3 separate regions of the Mus musculus genome follow, and regions 2 and 3 are each linked to region 1. A link is a contact called in public HiChIP or PLAC-seq data. All regions are on one chromosome and are shown on one strand. Each heading gives the region's core, a stretch centred on a gene start, on an enhancer-like site or on the middle of the called end of the contact. The rest is flanking DNA. Distances are from core to core; before and after follow the strand shown.

Evidence for each region. HiChIP or PLAC-seq counts read pairs in DNA pulled down with a chosen protein or histone mark.
Region 2: an H3K4me3 HiChIP or PLAC-seq map of embryonic stem cells shows a contact between it and region 1, with 3 times the contacts expected there. The contact joins two enhancer-like sites. A contact is called at or near these places in 1 of 484 Hi-C or Micro-C datasets (bone marrow-derived macrophages) and 3 of 115 datasets of contacts at active chromatin or transcription factors (embryonic stem cells and extraembryonic endoderm stem cells).
Region 3: an H3K27ac HiChIP or PLAC-seq map of embryonic stem cells shows a contact between it and region 1, with 2.9 times the contacts expected there. The contact joins the promoter of Lif here to the enhancer-like site in region 1. A contact is called at or near these places in 8 of 39 promoter capture datasets (the C10 cell line, the HPC-7 cell line, cranial neural crest and 5 more), 8 of 15 datasets of contacts at CTCF or cohesin (CD8 T cells, the G1E-ER4 cell line, embryonic stem cells and 4 more), 72 of 484 Hi-C or Micro-C datasets (the AML12 cell line, B cells, B-cell progenitors and 40 more), 22 of 115 datasets of contacts at active chromatin or transcription factors (the 230-238 cell line, the HPC-7 cell line, Th17 cells and 11 more) and 4 of 9 other capture datasets (adipose tissue, liver, macrophages and 1 more).

What each region holds. Positions count from the first base shown.
Region 1 is chr11:4,462,745-4,467,776 of GRCm38.p6, reverse strand. No RefSeq gene overlaps it. Among named protein-coding and RNA genes, the nearest start is that of Hormad2, 24 kb to the right of the region's middle. Within about 2 kb of position 3,401, at least 5 of the 459 cell types and tissues checked have an H3K27ac peak or open chromatin away from gene starts, as enhancers often do. A contact at or near this core is called in embryonic stem cells and regulatory T cells, where this site is marked.
Region 2 is chr11:4,300,185-4,304,777 of GRCm38.p6, reverse strand. Gm11958 (predicted gene 11958) reads right to left here. Exons shown (of 4, transcript NR_166831.1): 3 at 1,590-1,707; 4 at 630-1,307. Among named protein-coding and RNA genes, the nearest start is that of Gm11958, 17 kb to the right of the region's middle. Within about 2 kb of position 2,292, at least 121 of the 459 cell types and tissues checked have an H3K27ac peak or open chromatin away from gene starts, as enhancers often do. A contact at or near this core is called in embryonic stem cells, where this site is marked.
Region 3 is chr11:4,255,934-4,260,700 of GRCm38.p6, reverse strand. It overlaps Lif (leukemia inhibitory factor), which reads right to left and starts at 3,133. Exons shown (of 4, transcript NM_008501.2): 1 at 3,013-3,133.

The DNA.
Region 1 (5,032 bases), core at 2,152-4,651:
GGGTGGAAAAGGAGGATCTGGGTGGAAAGGGAGGATCTGGGTAGGAAGGGAGGATCTGGATGGAAAAAGAGGAGCTGAGTGGGAAGGGAGGAGCTGGGTAGAAAAGGAGGAGCTGGGTGAAAAGGGAGGAGCTGGGTGGAAAGGGAGGAGCTGGATAGGAAGGGAGGAGGAGCTGGGTGGTAAGGGAGAAGAGGCCACCTAGAGCTTTGAGGCCAGAGCTGTGAGCAGCTGGAGGTGGTGCCAGAAGAGGTATAGAGCAAGTGTAGACCCAGTGTAGAGATTTTTTTTTGTTGTTTTGTTTTTTTGAGACAGGGTTTTTCTGTATAGCCCTGGCTGTCCTGGAACTCACTCTGTAGACCAGGCTGGCCTCGAACTCAGAAATCTGCCTGTCTCTGTCTCCCAAGTGCTGGGAGATTTATTTTTAATCAAAAACAAAATGCAGCCGGGCGGTGGTGGAGCATGCCTTTAATCCCAGCACTCGGGAGGCAGAGGCAGGTGGATTTCTGAGTTGGAGGCCAGCCTGGTCTACAAAGTGAGTTCCAGGACAGCCAGGGCTATACAGAGAAACCCTGTCTCAAAAACCAAAATTAAAAAAAAAATGCATGTTCCTGGTAAATCCAGCAAGGCCACATCCCTGCTCCCACCTAAACAAACTCTAGCCACAAAGAAATATACCCATCAACAACGGAAGGAATCTGTCTGCCACGTCCCACTCCATCACTGGGCCTGAACAGTGAGGGCTCTTCCATAGCTTTCCCACCACCACAAATAATCAATTAGCCTCTATACCAGCTCTCTTGTTCTGCCAGCTGGCAGTGCCCGTTTCCTCTGGGGATCACATTCACATGTGTCTTGCTTTTATGAGTCAGAGTATCACTGTAGCCCAGGCTGGTTTCAGACAAATGATCCTCCTGCCTCAGCCTCCCAGTTGTTACTGGACTTGTTACCAACTGGAGCCTGGGTCCTGGCAACCCTAACAAGCTACCTGCCCTCGATTAAACATCAAGCAGAGAAAGATTCGTTCAGTGTGGCCACTTCGGGAAGAGGAACAAATAAAGATGTCTGGTGACCCCCTCCCACCCATCCACCCTGCCCCAGGCACCTAGACTCATCTGTGGGGTGCTGGCATGTAGAGGGCTAGCTGTGCGCTTAACTAGGCTGGTGAAGGTGTGGACCCACTGTCATCATGTCTGGACTCCTGGCTCTGCTGCTAGGTGGTCTGACACACCAGAGTTTAGGAGCCTCTCCCTGGGAGACAATTTCTTCCTCAGCTGCTCCAGGCTTCAAACTTCCTTCCTGGATTGAAATTCCTGAGGAAATTCCACTCCCTGGGATCCATTGTTTTAAGAGTCTGGCAGCCAGAGGGAGGGCACAGTGTCTCCCTGGAGTGCCTCCTTCCACCCAGGATGGCACACAGGTTCATGTTGTAACCCTTGTCCCCATTCACTGTACAGGATCCCGTGACCTAGAAACACCGTTCCCATCCGCTCAGCAGCAACAGCATGCATTTGTTCACCTTTGACCTTCGCTACTCTGAGGCTACCACAGTTTGGAAATTTAGAACAGGGTTTTCTACCAGAGGAGCTGATATTGGGGTGTTACTAGGCTCCCCGCCCCTGAGGTCAGGGACCTCCTAGTCCTGTGGGTGGTTATTTTCTTTGCAGTGTGGTCCTTTTGCTTCAGAGACGGTATGAAGGGATCTCCCCCAAGGCAAAATCACCTCTCCTAAAATCCTTTTAGAAACCAAAGCCTTCTCTGTGCCAGGGCTTTTAAGGGTTCAGTGGGTTAGGCGAGGCCAGCTCAGGATGGCTGCTTTTGTGGTGTGGCAGGGTGGGGTGTTTTCTTGTTTCATTTATGGAAAGCATGTATTTTATTTTCCACTTAAATTACAAACTAACTGGGTGTGGTGGTACACACATTTAATTCCAGCACTTGCGAGGCAGAAGCTATTGGATCTCTGTGAGTTCAAGACCGGCCAAATCTTCAAAGAAAGTTCCAGAACAGACAAGGTGACACAGTGAGCCTTTATTTATCTCAAAATAAATAAAATATTAAAACTGCCAACCAGACTGGGCAGCTTGTGTCTCAGTGGTAGAGTTTTTTGGGGGGGGTAGGTGGGAGGTGGTGTTTCAAGATAGGGTTTCTCTGTGTAGCCCTGGTTGTCCTGGAACTCACTCTGTAGACCAGGCTGGCCTCAAACTCAGAAATCCACCTGCCTCTGCCTCCCAAGTGCTGGGATTAAAGGTGTGTGCCATCACTATCCAGCAGTGGTAGAGTTCTTGTCTATCATACATAAGACCCCAGCCCTGAGAGAGACAAAAATACAAACCAAATCAAACCAAGCCTGTCCAGTCTCTGCTGGCCTGTGTAACGCAGCTGCCTGGTAAAGCATCCACAAATCCTGTGCACACCCCAGGAAGGGCATGCATGGATCATCAGGAGATGCCCCTCGCTGGACAGCACTCACCCTGTACACAGAGGACCCATTGCTGTCCTATGCTCTAACATTCTTTTGTATGCTTCAGGACTCTTTTAATCGGAAGTTATGAAAAACAGTGTTTCTGGACTAAGCAATAGTCACATTTTAATTTTTTTCAAATGCACATATATTTTTGTAAAAGAAGAAAACTTTCTGGTGACTTAATGTCTCTCTGAACTTTCTAGGCTTGGCTTGGCTTAGTGCTAGTACATCTGCAAGGTGCTCAGATCAAGCCCCAGCACCTAAAAAAAGAAGCTTTGAACTGTGAATAATTTCCTGCAGTCCTGGGGGCAGGGGTAGGAACCAAACTCATGGCCTTGACTGAGCATGCTCAGCAAGTATTGCACCCCCAACCATACTCCCAGCTCACACCGCTCCCTTTGGAAGCCCATACTTAGTGATGGAGGTCTCACCCAGGCCAGAGTAGCCTCAAACTCACTCTGTAGCTCAAGATGACCTTGAACACCTGATCCGGCATCACTGCCTCCCTAATGCAGGAGTCACAGAGAAAAGTCTCCATGCCCTAAGAAAAACCGATGTGTCTGTCTGGAGTGCCTCTGCACAGGGGATTTGCTGCTTCCTCTGTTGATTTACACAGTCATTTATTAAAGTCAAAATAGATGCCTGTGGTGTTTACTTCATACCTGGGTTGCCATTCAGGACTGATGCGCTGACACTGCCAGTCTTTCAGAGATGGATGATCCTGTCTTTACATATAATCATCTCCTTAATAGCCCTGTGTCATACCATCTTTTCTAATTCTAAGAACAAATTTACATCCTACTTCATTTTTGTTGCTCAAATGAGTCCATTTTTGACATTGGCTTTTGTGGTGGTTTGAATGAAAATGGTGCTGATAGGCTCAGAGGGAGTGGCACTATTTGACAGGATTAGGAGACAAAGCCTTGTTGGAGTGGGTGTGGCCTTGTTTGGGGTGGGTGTGGCCACTGAGGGGTGGGCTTTGAGGTTCCAGAGGCCCAGGCCAGGCCCAGTGTCTCATTCTCCTCCTGCTGTCTGCCGATCCAGACATAGAACTCAACTATCTCTCCAGCATCATGTCTGCCTTCATCCTGCCATGTTTCCCACATGACAATAAGGACTAACCCCTCTGAAACTGTAAGCTGGCCCCAATTAAAGGTTTTCCTTTATAAGAGTTGCTGCGGTCATGGTGTCTCTTCCCAGCAATAGAAACCCTGACTAAGACAGCATGCTTTTGGTGAACCCCTCTGCCCATAAAAACCATCTTCATGGGTTTTCTTATTGGTAATGTCATCATTTTGGTTTTTAAGAAATCTGTGCTTTCTCCTCTATAGGGACCCCACCCTCATCACTGTATGCAGTCATGTGTGGCATAAGGACATCCTGGGCAATGGCAGACAGAGTGTGTCAGTGGTCCCAGGGAATTAGGATGGAACTGAAATTTTCCTATTGCCTAATTATATCATGGTCATCATACCATCACTGTACAATGCATTAGTCAACTGTTTGGGCTGGTGCTGCTGTCAACAGACCTGCTGTGCCACAATGGTACATGCAGATCTATGCAGTGCGGAGTGTTCCTGGGGCTGGCTTACTGTTCACACCCTGTGGGTGGCACACCCAGGGCTTCCCATGTGCTAGGCAAGCTCTCTCCCACTGAACTGCATCTCCAGCACACACACCTCTCTTTTTTCATATTAAATCAGGTCTCACTAAGTTGCCCAGGCTAGACTCGAACCTGTAATCTCCCTGCTTTAGTTTCTTGAGTCGCTGAGACTGCAGGCGTGTGCCACTATAGTCAGCTGGGATTACTTTTTCTTATAGTTTTTAAAAATAACTGCATGTTGGAGTTATGAATTTCTTCCTTCCTTTGTTTTTGTTGTTGGCGTTTTGTTTTGTTTTGTTTTGTTTTGTTTTGTTTTGTTTTGTTTCTTCTTGAGCTCTGACTTTCCTGGAACTTGCTCTGTAGACTGGGTTGGCCTTGAACTCAGAGATAGGCTTGCCTCTGCCTCCTGAATGCTAGATGTGCGTGTTGCAGCTCTGCAGGGAAAGGCTTCCCCTACAGAAGTGTCACAGCTTTGCTTCAGCTGCAGCACAGCAAAAGCTCTGCTCAAGTGTTGCCACTTTACTCAGAGAGCTATCCTGGCAGTCAGGAGCCAAGGACTACCACAAAGTCACACCACACAACAAACCTCACACAAGAGACTTACTGGGAGGGGAAAACCCAGGAGGGCGGCTGCCTCTGTTCTTGTGAGAAGCAGCAGGGAGCTGAGCAAAGAGAAAGGTTTATGTGAGATTTCTTGGGGGTGGGGGTGGGAGTGGGGGGTGGAGCTTTCCAGGGTGAGGATTGGTGGAATTTCAAGTCCTGAGTTGGGTGAGCTTAGAATTAGTCGGGTTTTGAGTTCAGGGATTGGTGGGTTTCTGTGACAAGCTCAGGGGTTGGTAGAATTCTGTTTCTTAGCCCTGGTCTTGGGGTCAAGTCTAGGTCAGTGTGTTCTTTCCTTGGTCTTTTTATCCTACACCGGGTGCTACCACTACCAGGCTGAATTATAAACTTCCAGTTAAACACACAGA
Region 2 (4,593 bases), core at 1,043-3,542, 160 kb after region 1:
TCAAAAGCAACCACATGGTTGCGAAGAATGATATAAAAGTAAAGGCAGGTAACGGTTCAAAGTATTAATGTCCCAGGACTACTGTAATAAAATACCACAAACAAGGTGATCTAAAGAGGTCATAAGGAGGTCAACTGCGGTCACAGACTCCTGTAGCCCCAGCACTCACCAGGCTAAAGCAGGATTGTCGGTTCAAGCCCAGTGGGGGGAACATACATGAGCCTTCTCAAAAAACCAGAAATGCAAATCCAACCAATGTATATTCTCTCTGTGTTCTGGAGGCCAGAAGTCAACATGTCAGTGATTAATTCCTCCTGAAAGCTCTGCGCACAGGGCTATCCCATGCCTCCCTCTGGGCTCCCAGGGGCTTGGCAATCATGCCATCTCTCATGGCTGTGATGATCCAATTCCTGCCTCTCTCTTCACGTGGCTTTCTTCCCATGTGTCAATCTCCAAATCTCTCCCTCAGAAGACTGCCAGGCTTGGCCTTTTATGGCCTCATCTTGGCTTGACTCTCCAAAAACTAGCAAACAAGGTCATAATCTCAGGTACTGTCAACGATTGCTGGGACAGAGGCACACCGACGCTTCCATGCCTAAGGAGTCCTTTCATTCTCTCAGGAGGCGTGGTTGGGTTTATTAAAAACAAAGAGGAAGGTTTTATTTAAGGAAAGAATAAGGCACACTAAAGAGTGTGGTGTGGGCTTAAGAAAGGGTCAAGTCAAGCGCCAGCATTTGCTGTGCAGACGCTTTCGGCGGTTCTCAGTACATCTCAAAGGTTGCTAAGAAGCCTTTTTTTTTCTTTTTTCTTTTTTCTTTTTGGTAAATGGATTATAGGGTGGGATTATAATCTGATAAGGTAAAAACCAGAAGCCACTGGAGTTGCACAAGGGATTTAGAATGTGTCTTTTACTGTAAATGAGGCTTCTGGTTAGAGTCCTAGAAAATTGTAGGCTTCTAGCTGGGAAGGGGGAATGACCTTAAGCAAATGTTGCTAATGGTGCTGGAGTTCTTGATCCTTAGTTGGTGAGGAGCTTAAGCCTGGGTGAGGGGCTCCTTCCTCCTCCCACGTCACCATCATTTTCTCTATCTTCCTGTCCTTCTTGGTACCCAAGGGGGTTGGAACATCAAGGTATGGGCAGGGGTGCACGCGGCCTTACAATTTCTAAAGTTCTTTAACGTGGGGACCACATCTCAGTAAGTATTGGACACTCAGCTCATGATGAGATGAAAGCGACCATGCCATGAAGGATCTTCTTTCCGGGATGAGACATAGTCATGAGAACTGTTTTCAGCTTGGCTGCAGGCCTGTGGAGACACATAATGTCCACCTTCACATAATCACAGGGCTTTCCTGGTATACCTCTTCAGTATCGTTCCGGGGATGGCATTCAGGGGGAAGTTGGGATTGGCTCAAAATACTTTTGGCTCAAAGACTCAAAGGATCTCTGAACTGTGGCTGTCTAGCTCGGCCGTGTACCCGGAGCAGTAGTGAGTGACCTCACTCTTCACTCATCTGACAAATATGTACAAGGCCTATTGTGTGCCAAGTGGCAGACCCGGGGCAGGGACTGAGACAATGGCAGACACCTGAGAGCTGCAGCCTGGCCTTCAGGAAGCCTGCTGGTGGCTCCTCCGAAAAGGTCTTGCAGCTGGCTAGGCACGTGCTGCAGGGCTTCAGAGTTGACACGCAAGATCTTCATGATCCCTAAGGAGTCAATGAAGAAATGTGTCAATGAAAAAAGAATCCAGGGTGAAGAGAGGGAGAATGTTTTAAACCCAGATTTAAGCGAACACAGCCTTGCCTTGGCAGATCACACGCACAAGAGCGGGCTCCCTCACACTATCACACAAGCCGGACCCTCAGCAGAGAATTTTTATCTGCAGAAGTGTCAGCTTCTAGCCTCCTGCTTCCAATTACAGTGTTCTAGCCTTACCCCACCCACCCTGTACTCCACAAACAAACAGCTTAGACCCGCCGCCGCTGCTGCTGTTGCTGCGGCTGGAACCTCCTCCACTTAGATATCAAATCCCTCTCCTAAATTGCAGCAGACAAAATAGCTGAAGTCCTAGGTGTTTCCCCTCTGCCCAGGACACCCAGCCAGGGAAAGCAAATTGAGAAGCCTAAATCAAAGGTTTTCAACAGAGCCAGGCCCCAGGGTGGGAGGGAGAGGCCTCTGCTTTCAGCTCTCAGCCTCTGCTGTTACTTCTTGAGCCAAAACAAAGCCGGTCCCAGGGAAGTTAATCTGCCCTGGATAGAACAGGGCCACTCCCTGAGGTACAGAGCCAGCTGTGGGCCCAGAGCAACCAGGCCCAGGAAGCTGGGCCTGATGAGGCTGTGGGCCTAAGAGGGAGTGGCTACCACTAAGGACTGGATCTGCATCTGCATGCTTGCCTGCTGCCTCTTGATTGATTGTAAAGATAAGTGTGTTTTAAAAGATTTATGGGGGCAGGGCGTGGTGATGCACACCTTTAATCCCTGAACTGGGGAGGCAGAGACAGGTGGATCTCTGAGAGTTTCGAGGCTAGCCTGATCTACATAGTTTCCGGACAGACAGGGCTACACAGTAAAACAAGACAAAACAAACAAACAAGCAAAAAAACCAAAACAAAACCAAAATTGGGGCTGGAGGCCCACCTCCCACGGGAATGCACTGGCATACACAAAACCCTAGATTGGAGTTCCAGTGTAACACAAACTAGACATCTGGGCACGGTAGCACTTGCCTCTAGTCCACGGGGTAGAGGACAGAGGCAGAGGATAGGAAGTTCAAGGTCATCCCAAAGCCAAGGGTAGCCTAGGCTATACAAGATCCTGTCAAATATTTACCCTCATACTCTTAGGCACACGTGTACACACACACATACACACACACACACACTTTAACACACATGAACCTTTACACTTATGAAAACACACTCTCGCACATGCACACCCATCCTTCCTAACACAGATGCCTTTCTGGGTTTGTGTTGGATTTGTCAAGAGATGAAACAGTCCCTTGGTATGTCCCATGTGCACCGTACCAAGCTGTACCCTGGTTTTCACACATCCCTGGTAGCTCTTCTCTCCAGGAGCCTTATGAGGCTCTGTGAAACAACAACATGACCTACCCTTTGATGACCACACAGAGCCCAGGACTTTGCACAGGACTAACTTCTGTTTAAAGCTGACAGTCAGGCTGGAGAGATGGCTCAGTGGTTAAGAGCACTGACTCCTCTTCCAGAGGACCTGGGTTCAATTCCCAGCAACTACATGGTGGCTCACAACCATCTGCAATAGAATCCAGCACCCTCTTCTGGTGTGTCTGAAGTCTGAAGACAGCAACAGTGTACTCACATACATAAAATAAATCTTAAAAAAAAAAAAGCTGACAGTCTGTCTCACATAGACTGTACAGGTCAGCCGACACTGGTACAGAACAGGTCTCTAGCCACCCATTGTGGAGAAAACACAGACAACAGCTGAGTCTCAGATTCTCGGTCAGAAAAAGAGGCGAGGGCACCTGCCTCCCAGAGTCTGGGTCAGTCGGTGAAGCTCCACACGCGGGGAGGGAACTTGTTCTGTTTTGCTGCCTTAGGTCACCAGAATTTCCAGGCTCCCAGTTTACAGGGCACTGGCCATGTTGGGATTGGAAGCTAATGATATCTAAGTAGAAAACACTAAGGCAAACCAATTTGTGTTGTAGCCATTCCAGGGGACATGTTACAAGCTATCCAGCCACCCCAGCCCTCTCCCCAGCTAACAGAGACATTTCTAGAGACCTGAGGGGGGGCGGGGAATTGATAGGCTATGAGGAAGGAGAGCCCAAGCAAAACCTGACAGAGCTCCCAGGCTGCTGCCTGGAACATCTGGACCAATGCTGATGGGCACAGAGGAGAAGAACAGCTGCCAAACCAGCTCTTGGCAGGAGCCCTGAGAGCTGCCCCAGGCGGCCAGAGCAGACACTGGGACTTCTTCCTTCTGGAGCTGACCCGGAAGGTGGCTGAGATGTGGAAACAGCAGCTGAGTTCTCTTCCCACCAACTGCCTCTGGGTCTCAGTTTCTCCATCTGGAAGATGGGAAGTTCAGCAAAGCTAAACCAGCCCTCATCTGGGAGGACAAAATAAGCGTAATTTCGTGAGTGTGGGACACCATACTGCACACTAAGACAATTCCAGAGATGGCAGTTGTCACAGTCACTTTACATGAGAGACAAGGCCCACATCTAAAGTAGGGTGAGGATTTGAACCCACAGCTATTTGTCTCTTAACCTCAGCGCTAGCCTGCCGAGGACGGACAGGTGTGAGTCTCCCGGCTCTTTGTGTCTGCCTCTTGCGTGTCTTCCTTGAGTAGGCAATAAAAACAGAGAACCAGAATCCCAGGGTCATATTGCCTTCCATACCTACCCTGTTTCCACACCTCAGGATCCCCCGTGGTCCCTGGGAAGACAACCTGGGGGCGGGGCTAAGCTGGGGGCTCTGTGAACCCGTGAGGACACAGTGGCTGAAGGCCCGTGTTTCCCCCTTTTGAGAAATGCTTTGGCATCAGACAAGTCTAGGGAGAGGCAGGAGGAACTTGGCATGGACCTTGTTAGCAGCGTCTGGAGAAACA
Region 3 (4,767 bases), core at 1,884-4,383, 210 kb after region 1:
AGAGACTGTAGCACGGCTGCTATTAAATAATCACGGGTGTGTAAGGTGGGGGTGGGGCACCCGTTGGTTTCCTGAACTTGGAGGCAATAAACAGAACAGGAAGCAACAGTGGGCAGACACACAGGAAGTTGGAAGCTGGCCACAGAGGTAGGGCCTGGCCTCATCTCTGTCCCCCCTTCTAGTTAAACTCACAAGGGCCACTTAACCGGACTAAGAGGTGACACTGGGGAGGTGGCCCGAGCCCTGACTACAAACCTCAGTGCCAGGAAGACTTGAAAAAAGGTCCCCCCACCCGCCAAGGATGTTAGGAAGGGGAGACATGAGGGAGATGAGAGAGAAGAATGAAGGGTTCCATAGTGAGGTGAGGGTGGGAGAAAGACTCGTCAGAGTGAAGTGTCTACTTCCTGGGAAAGAAAAGAATAAGCTTTCGGCTGTGGGGACAGAAGCAGGTGGAGCTGCCCGGACAGTGGGCCATAGCCAGGACTGGCTATCCTGTCAGGAAGCACAGGGTCAATCAACTCTTGTCTCATACTAGTCCCAAAACCTGGGGTCTCTGCAAATCTCGAAGACCCTTCCAGGGCTCAAGATTGGCATGCCAGTCTCAGGGACACCCCCCCCCCAATCCACTCCAGAAAATCATACAGAGTGCTCAGAAGACCCCCTAAGGCCTCCAGCCCACTCCCATTTCTCCTTTGTCACACTTGGAAACTGAAGCTCAGGAGTTGAATTGTCCAGGGTCACCGAAGATGCAAAACCCCGCGTTCCCACCCTAGCCCGCCCTCTCTGAAGTAAGGCCAGGGACATCTAACGGGTAGTTGGGACAGCTAGGAGATGCTCAGGGCAGCAAGATCTGTCAGGAGCTCTGGGGCCAGTCATCCCAGGGGAGCAACCCTCGCTGCCTAAGTGCTCCAGGTAGCCAGTGCTTATCAGCCACAGGGCTCCGTGACAAAATCCACTCTGATCTCCTGCCCAGCTAACCTCACCCCACCTGACCCCTGGATCCTGCTTCTGTTCCCTGCCTTTCCAGGTGAGACCTGTGCCCAACCCTCATGTCACCCCTCAGCTGTGGCATCTCCTCTGCGAAGACTTGGACCTGCAGGCTGAGAGGGAAGACTATCTTAGAGGGAAGATGGTTCTCTGTAACAGTCATCTTAGCACCCCCCACCACCACACAGAGTCCTTGCCTGTCTTTCCAAGCAGGGTGCGACTCTGTTAGCTGGAACAGAGGGGCCGTGGACCCTGGAGTCTGTCAGACCTTAGACTCAGATTTAGTTGTCATTTACAAGGTGCGCCACCTCAGGCAGGTGGCGTCATCATTTAAACCTCAGCTACGACGTGTGCAAAATTGATAACAGGATCGTCAATCTTAAGTTGGCAAAGCCACAAGATACACCTTTATTATAGACATCTTTATCTGGTACAGCTGCAAAGGTGAGACCCAGAGAAAGCATGCCACTTTGCCAAAGCCACACAACAAGTCAGTGGGCCATCCTTGATAATATATGCCCTGGTGCTTGTCCTGGGTTCCAAGACTTCCAAACTAGTTTGCTTGTGAAGATTCCAGAGAGGACTCGCTCCCTGAGATCCTACTGCCTTGATTAGATCCAGTCATTGACGCCGGGGGTGTGGATGGGCTCCCTCTATAACCTTGAAACCTGAACTTAGGGTTCTTTGCCCTGTAAACGCTTAGCAGCTCCAAGCCCTGGTCAGCAGCGCCACCTGCTGCCCAGAATCAGCAAGTACAGTCGGCTCGCCAGCTCGCCTGTTCAGTCCGTACCAGTAGGTGGGTGGGGCTGGATAACTGGATTTGAGGAAGTGAGTGGGTGTCTGGGGTGCAGGATGGGGGTGGGCAGAGGCCATTCACCAACACAAGGGAAGAAGGCTCCTCTTGGGGGCTTCCAGAGCTTTGTCCTAATATCTGCAAGGTGTAGCCCAAAAGACTGGCCACAAGGAGGTGCCAGAACCACATTCAGTGGTCAATGGGGCACAGCCTTGCCATGGCTCTGGGGGAGGGGGCAGTGGCCTTTTCCTGGTCCTGCTACCTGCTCCCACCTTGTCCTGACAGTTCTTCCAGGTGGGGATCAGACTGTCAACTTCGCAGGGGGCCACGGTGACCCAGAGAAGGAAAATGAACTGCCCAAATTCACACAGCAAGAGGCAAGAATCAAAGCAAACTAAACCACTTGGTTGTACAGACTAGTCCCAGGCTCCCCTTACTGTCCTGTCCCGGCATGGCATGACATGGACAGGATCCTGGGAACAATGTCCCCTCCTTTTGTCAGCCCCCTAGCAGGTTTGGAGGAACACTGACAAATTAGAGGTAAGAGCCTCTTGGAATTTTGGATGCCAAGCACCCAACGCAGGGGGCTCTTGCACAGACTTGGTTTTTGTTTTTCTCTCTTTGTCACTGTCCTGGAGCTCGGATGCGGGGGGGACGAAGACCGGCCAAGCTCCGATCTGGCCCAAGGTCAAAGGCAGAGGAGTAATGACCTTGGCTGATCAAGTTCCCCAGAGCACCCATGATGGTCCCCGTGGACTGCTGCAGCCCATTTTGAATGGACAGGGACGGCCCTCCACTGCTCCATCTACCGGAGGGTAAATGAGGCCTCTGCAAGCTCAGAACTCTAGAAAAAGAAAAGGGATTTGAGTCCCCTGGGGATGCAGAAATCATGACTGCCTTTAGAATCAGGCTGACCCTACCACGATGGCACAATGCAAGCCTGGAATCCATGTGCTCTCTCCACTGCCCTTTACCCATCCTGTGAACTTTAACCCACGGGACACTTCCACAGCTGGTCTCTCCAGCTTTGCTTGGCCATCCTCCAAGAGAGACTTCCAAGCCTGACTTACAATGCATCCATTACAGACAGGGAGAGCGAATGCTGGAGGGTTGTGTGGGCCAGCAGGTGCCCCTGATCCACAGGGGAGCAACTGATGGACCATCTACCCTCCTGGGGATAAGTGTGGGGTGCAGCAGTGCCCCTCCGCCCTGCCCCCTCAAGGGAATCCTACCGTGGTCTCGCAGCCCTCCACAGTCTGCACAGTTGTCCAGTCTTCAGGGTGACACCATCGTTGTTGGGCCCCTCTGCTTCCCTCTCCTCCTGAGGCTCCTCTGGCGTTGGCTCCTCACCCTGCCCCCCACCTGACTTCCGTCTGAAGTTGGTGGCCTGAGGCTCCCCCCACTTCCACCCCACCCCCAAGCTGAGGACCAGAGAGGTAGAGCACCCACACCACAGATGGAGCCTGACACGGTGGTGGGAAAGGTGTTGTTAGAAGGAGAAGCAGGGCTGGGTGTGGGGAGGGGGCGTCCCTGTACTTGATGCCCCTGGGCTGCGTGGCAAAGCCACTATGGCCTGAGTCACAGCTGACTGGGCCGCGCCTAGCCTGTCTGGGTGACCCAAGCCAGCATAAGGCAATGACTGGGCAGCTCTCCTCATGACCAGCTGGGGTCAACCTTAGGTGTTTTGACTCAGACCTGCCACAGGCTGTGTGCACAGCTACCATCCTCTGTCTCTGTCCCAAGAGCCACAGGCCTATAGCTGCCCCTGTCCCAGCCCCCACCTCATAACCCGGGGAGCTACCTGGCCCTTCTGATCTGCAATCAGCCCCAGGCTTCAGGGCCCCACCTGCTGTGGGACCTTCGTCCCTCCCTGGACAAGCCCTGCCCTTGGGAATACTCCGGGAAGCAAGGAACTTTGTTGCCTGTGCTGCTGAGGGCCTCTTGATTCTCTGTGGACTGTGACCTTTTTCTTGGTGCTACAAGGAGTTCTGTAGACTGCCTGGGCAGGCTTGCCATGGACGGCCAGAAGATGGTTGGGGACAGGGACTAAGAGAGGAGAGATACAGAAAAGAAAAAAGAAAAAAAAGCAATCAAGAAGGGATTAAGGAAGGGACTGAGAGAAGGAGAGAGGGAGGAAGGGAGGAAGGGAGGGAGGGAGGGAAGGGAAAGGGGGGAGGAGAGTAAAGTATAAAGAGAGGGAGAGAAGGAGGGACTGTTGACAGTTTTCAAACCTGCCTAGAGCAATATTAGTCCTACACTTTTCCCAGGAAACCCTGTTTTAGGGAAGTGGGCTCCAACAACACACAGTGCAGAGGCAAAACTGAGGCTTGGCCTATGAGTAAGATAAGGGCAGAGGTCACAATCTTTTCACCTGTAAGGTCTTCGTCTCTCACTGAAGAGAAAAATAATCACGCTAAAGTTGGGATGAAGGGGTGGAGTGCAGAAATGTCTTGGTGAACAGTACTCCCCTTTAACCTCTGTAGGGCCCAGGACACCAGGACCAGGTGAAACACTGCACACATAAAGTCATTTTAAAACTGGGGCTGGGCGGTGGCGCACACCTTTAATCCCAGCACTCAGGAAGCAGAGGCAGGTAGGTGGATCTCTGTGTTCAAGGCCAGCCTGGTCTACAGAGTGAGTTCCAGGACAGCCAGAGGAGAAACTCTGTCTCAGAAAACAGTAATAACAACAACAACAACCTGGGACAGCGGTTAGCAGATGGCTCTGTGGGTAAAGTGCTTGATATGCAAGCCTAACCCCCTGAGCTTGAATCTCTACATGGCAGCAGCCTCTGACCCCCAGGACTGGGAGGCAGAGACTGAGAGATCTCAGATGCATGCTGGCCAAGCAGCCTGGGCAAATGTCAGTGTCTAGATTCAATGAGATACTGTGTCCAGAAAAATAAGGTGGATGCGGCTGGGGAGATGGCGCAGTGGTTAAGATATTTGCTGCTCCTGTAGAGGATCCAGGTTCAGTCCCAGTACCCA